Linked DNA regions of Callithrix jacchus: region 1 is linked to region 2. Evidence: chromatin contacts called from public Hi-C data. All regions are on one chromosome and are shown on one strand. The core of a region is the stretch at or near the end of the contact, and the rest is flanking DNA. Distances in the headings are between cores, read along the strand shown.

Region 1 (2,700 bases), core at 123-2,622, 290 kb before region 2:
AGCTGTCTTCCAATAAAACATATTGAAGAAACTTGCAAAAATATAAAATTTGCCATTCTTTTGCTATTTTGTTGTTTAGGAACATTTCTTTTTCATAAAAAATGTTATGTCAACATGTAATGGGTTTACTATGGTTATTTTCTAATCAATCAATATTTTAAAATTTTATTTATTTTTTTGAGACGGAGTCTTGCTCTGTCATCCAGGCTGGAGTGCAGTGGTACGATCTCGGCTCTGCCTCCTGGGTTTAAGTGATTGTCCTGCCTCAGCCTCCCGAGTAGCTGGGATTACAGGCATGTGCTACCACACCCCGCTAATTTTTACACGTTTAGTAGAGACGGGTTTCACCATGTTGGCCAGGCTGGTCTCGAACTCCTGAGTTCAGGTGATACGCCCACCTTAGCCTCCTAAAGAAAAATTTGTTTTAATTTCTAATACAGTCAAAATCGATAGATGTAATCCATATAAAGAAAAGATCTGTGAGGATCTCGATAACTTTTAGGAAGGTAAAGGAGTACTGAGATAAAAGTTTGGAGGATCCAAGAGTTCACAGAGGAAGAGGAGGGACTTGCCAAATTCTCTGGCACCAAGGAAGAACTCGGGACTTGGAGCAGCCACAAGCTCGGCCACTTGGTAGCTGCGTGGTTTTGGGGATAAGCCCGGTCTCTGCCGTGGCAACTACAGGTAACTGCAGGTTAGGAACTGGGCTCCACGCTCGACAATTAACCATCCCAGCGGGGTACCGGCTGCTGGTGCCAGGTGAGGGGATGGATACTGGCATCCTCGAGTGGTGACAGAAAAAACATGAAGCTGAAGTTAACCAACTCGCACAAGGTCGCACGGCCGTTAAGTCGGGACCCTGGAACTCGAACCATGGCTTCACGGCTGAGCCATTCTCGCTACCTGCACCTCGTCACGCCCTCGGTTTTCACATCTTTAAAGCCTCAAAGATAGAAGGTGCCGCCCACGGGATTAGAAGGAGCTGAGGAAACGACTCCAGGGCAAATCACCACTGACCACCACTCCCGCCAGCCCGTCCCGGGGAGCCGAGTCGGCCGACCATCCCCTCCCCCGCCACCATCCGCACCGGCCTTCCCGGACGGTATCCGCGCCCGTTTCCGCTCAGAGGAGGCCCCCTGCCTCTTCATACTCCACGCGTTCCTCCTTCGTGCGCCTGCAGTTTGCACTAGGAGTTTGGGCTCCGGAGCGCAGGAGCAGAGAAGCGCGTCAACAGCTGCGCGCTACTCTGCGCGCGGCCCCGACGCCTACGCCCCAGCAGCCCCCGCGAAAGCCGAGTCGCGGAGCGCAGACGCAGTTACTGTTTGCCCCAGTCCCGGAGAAGGCAGGGCTCCCGCTATCCGACCCGGAAGTGCTTCTCTTATCCGTGGCGGAGAAAGGAGACGGTGGATCCCTGGGTTGCGGAAGAGGTGGCCGTGCACTGTCGTCAGTATGCAGCGATTGCTCTTTCCGCCCTTGAAAGCCTTGATGGGGAGGCAGTATCTGCGGCTCCTGGCTCGTAGGGCGGCGCCTCGAGCACAGGTACAGCACTGCAGCAGACTCCGAGTCGCGGGAGCGGGGATGGAGTGCAAGGGCCAGGATAAAGATAATGGAGAGCCCCCACATCACGTTTCCGGAGCTCCTTACAGTGTACTCACAACTCATTTCCTTGTGTTCAGAGCCCCTAGGTTCAGAACTGGACCATTGACCTGCTGTGTGGTATTGGCCAAGTGATTTAAACTTTGTTCTTCAATTTCCTTCTCTGTAAAATGGGGATAACAATACTACTTTAAGGTTTGTTATGGGGATTACATTCTTTAATATACATCAGACCTTTAGCACATGGTAAAAGCTGAGTAATTTTTACCCGTATAGTTTATTTTTGCTTAAAAAGTTCCAAGTAGTCAGGTGAGGAAGTATAACTGCATTCTATAGAGAAGGAAATTGAGGCCTAAAGTTAACTTTTCTAAAGGTGACCATTTAATCAGAACTAGGAAACCGAGCATGGATCTTTGGACTTGTAGGGGTATAGTCAGAAGAGGGCATGTATCTTGCTTAACTAGTAATTATTGAGTGGTTATTATTATATATTAGGTACTGGAAAAAGAAAGATAAATATTACAAGACTCCTGCCCTGGAGGAAGTCACCGTTTATTCAGTTATGAAATCCTTATCATGGTCTCATTATATAAACAAATGATGTTAGAAACAAAGTAGCAGGAGAGAGAAAGAGCAAGACTGACAAGACACTGCCATCCCAAAGCTCATAGTTTAGTGGGAGATACAGACAGATGTGCTGCAAAGTCATGTGCTGCATAATAACATTTTGATCAGCAACAGCCACAGATATAGTGGTTGTCCCATAAGATTATAATGGAGCTGCCCTTCCAAGTGTACCTTTTTTTAAAAAAAAATCTTTTTCTCTAAATTTCTTTTTTAGAGACATGGTTTTACTTTGTCACCCAGGCTGGAGTGCAGTGGCATGATCATAACTCACTGCAGCCTCCAACTTGGAACTTCTGGTCTCAAGCCATCCTGTTGCCTCAGTCTCTTAAATAGTTAAGACTACAAGTATGTGCCACTGTGCCTAATTTTTTTTTTTTTTTTGAGACAGAGTCTAACAGTGTCACCCAGGCTGGAGTGCAGTGGCACAATCTCGGCTCACTGCAACTTCCATCTCCCCGGTTCAAGCAGTTCTCTGCC
Region 2 (2,700 bases), core at 91-2,590:
TATGCAATTTACCTATAAAACAAATCTGTACATGCACCCCTGAACCTAAAAGTTAAAAAAAAAAATAGTTCGCTATCTATGAAGGATGTGGCAGATATGCAATGACAACAATAGCTGACATTTAGAGAGTGCTTCTAATATGCAACTAACCACTTCGTCTATGTATTAACTCACAAAATCCTCACAACAACCCTGAGGACATACTGTTACTTCCACAGAGCAGGAACCTCCAGGGAGAGGTTAACATAACGTGACTAAACCTGTCCAAGTTCGTAAGCGGCAGCCAGAATCTAAACCTAGATAGTCTGCTCCTGGAGCTAGGTTCTTAACCACAAAGACATTTTCTAACATTGTTAAAATACAGAAGCACAGAAAAGAGACATTTTGACCAGAATAAGGGTTAAGGGAAGGCTTCATGGATGAAGTGGCATTCGCTCTGGATCTTGAAGGTCAACAGATGGAGAAGGGTTCTGGGGAGGAAGGACTCTAACGGGGAAGGAACCGCCTGACGAAGAGGCACTTTGGGTACCAGCCAGCTGCCCACAGCAAGATCTGGTCCGCTGCGAGCAGGAAGAAGCTGGGAAGGGACGCAGCGCCCAGATCCCAAAGGTCCTTAAGCACCAGGCCTCTCTGCAAGGAACCGGGAAGGAAAATCTCAAACTATTAATAGAAGAGCGGCAGAAAGGAACTCGTGGGCACCCCTCCCTGTTGGTAGGACCTTCCCTGCCAGAGACCAAGGCTGGCAGCACAGCCACATTTCCCTCCGGGGGAAACAGCCGACCAAGGTGGTCAAGGTCGCCAGCGCGGGCTCCGGAGCTGCACGTCCCGGCCGAACACTCGCGTCCCGAGCACAGACGCTGGGGATTTGGCTGCCAGCCCGGGGCCGCCAGGTCGAGCCTGGCAGCGTCAACTGCTCGGCAGGAACACGAAGACCTGTCCTCGGGAACCGCCTCCGGCCACCTCCCTGAATCCTCCGGACCCTCGAAGGTCAAAGAGGCGGCCTCTCTGGGACTACCCCGGCTCGTTCGGCTCCTCCCCTCAGTCGGCAGACCCAAGGAATAATAGCCTCTGCGATAGGAGAACACCCTGCCAATCAATCGTAGTCCCCGCCCACGCCGCAGCCGGTGTAAATTGCATTGGTTGCATCCTTCACGGCCGCCGATAAGATTATTTCCTTGGATTGGCTAATAGCTTTCCCTCCCTCCTGTCTTTTCTTCGTCAGAAGCTGACGATTGGTTAATCGCGTTGCCAAGCTCTGGACGCGGCTCGACCATTGGAGGCCGCGGGCCCGCCCCCGCCGGCTAGGTGAAGGTGAGAGTCTCCTCCAGTCGCAGAGGCCAGACCTGACCTGGCAGCTTTGGGTGCGCGGTGAAACCTCTCGATTTCTGCTCTCTCGATATGGCGTCTCCATCAGTCTTTGCCGAGGTTCCGCAGGCCCAGCCTGTCCTGGTCTTCAAGCTCACTGCCGACTTCCGGGAGGATCCGGACCCCCGCAAGGTCAACCTGGGAGTGGGAGGTAAGGACGCAGTGCCCTGGAGTGTGAGGAGCTCGGGAAGTGGAGCGGACCCTACGAGGGTCGTGGAGACTGGGGGAGAAGCTGAGGCCAGCGTGGCGCTGCCTAGAGAGGGCGGTGCAGGAGAGGAGGGAGGATCCACAAAGGCTTCCTAAAACCTACCCATTTTATAGATGTGGGTGTGGAGTCCCTGGAAAGAGGAGATGTGTCCAAGGCCGCACAAACCAGGGTAGCAGCCAAGACACAAACTCAGTCTTTCTGATTTCCCATTCTGTGTTCTTTATACTATATAAATGGGGCTGCCGGAGCTTGTAGAGAAAGGGAGAAAAATAAGAAGGCGGATAGGTTTAGGGTTCTGGTTGCTGGGAAAGGAAGTTCTGTTCTGGGTCGGTAAATATTTGAGTGACCACAGAGTATCAATCAGGTACCTTATTAAGCTTTGGTCGGAGGAGACTGAGGCTTGATTTTGCCCTTAAGGATTAAAAAATCTGCTGGTGTTACACAATGCTTTGAGACAGGTTAATGCTGCCCCCGGCGTGTGGGCGCGGGCGGGTCTGGGAAGATGGTTCTGGCCCTCACAGATGTGGTAGGAAAGGGTAGAGATGGTGGAAAGGAGTGGAGAGAAATACGGATAGTAGAAGCTTACTTTCCACACATCCTGTCTTCATTTCTTGATTGAAGTGATTCCCATCTGGACCTTGTACAGCTCAGAGCATGTGCCTCAGTTTCCCCTTCTGATAAGAATGAGATTTGTATTGGAGTGCCTCTTAAATTTCTTTCACCCCAACCCTCTCTGATGAATTTATTATTCCTCTCAGTGTCATTTGGATGTTTGAAGCCCCATAGACACTTTCTGCATTTGGATACTGCCACGTTCAAAGATCAGCCAGAGACATGAAAGATCAAGTCTTATGCTGGGGAACAGACTTAGAATAAAAGGTCTAGAAATTGTGGAAAGAGAAGATGGAATCATTTTGTAGCAGAGTGTGACATGAAGGACATTCAGTATCAGGTTTCTCATAGATAATGTTTTGTCAGTGCATAGCATTTGTTAAGAAAAAAGAAAAAGGTCTCCACTAAGGAGTATGGGGAAGGATAAGGAAAAATCTATTAAAAAGTGATGGTTTGTTGAAGCTGGTAAGTTGTTGAAGCTGGGTGATGGGTATATGGGCATATGTTATATTATT

Evidence for each region. A called contact is a pair of places that touch in the nucleus more often than the background predicts.
Region 1: a contact with region 2 is called in a Hi-C map of skeletal muscle, with 3 times the contacts expected there. The contact joins the promoter of COX15 here to the promoter of GOT1 in region 2. A contact is called at or near these places in 2 of 3 Hi-C or Micro-C datasets (both in skeletal muscle).

What each region holds. Positions count from the first base shown.
Region 1 is chr12:92,678,532-92,681,231 of calJac240_pri, reverse strand. It overlaps COX15 (cytochrome c oxidase assembly factor COX15), which reads left to right and starts at 1,372. Exons shown (of 9, transcript XM_054243235.2): 1 at 1,372-1,539. The coding sequence starts at 1,450. It overlaps CUTC (cutC copper transporter), which reads right to left and starts at 1,263. Exons shown (of 8, transcript XR_001914959.4): 1 at 1,088-1,263.
Region 2 is chr12:92,384,924-92,387,623 of calJac240_pri, reverse strand. GOT1 (glutamic-oxaloacetic transaminase 1) reads left to right here and starts at 1,340. Exons shown (of 9, transcript XM_002756511.6): 1 at 1,340-1,516. The coding sequence starts at 1,399. It overlaps LOC128929323, which reads right to left and starts at 1,274. Exons shown (of 4, transcript XM_078346860.1): 1 at 1,231-1,274; 2 at 719-1,086. The coding sequence starts at 1,274.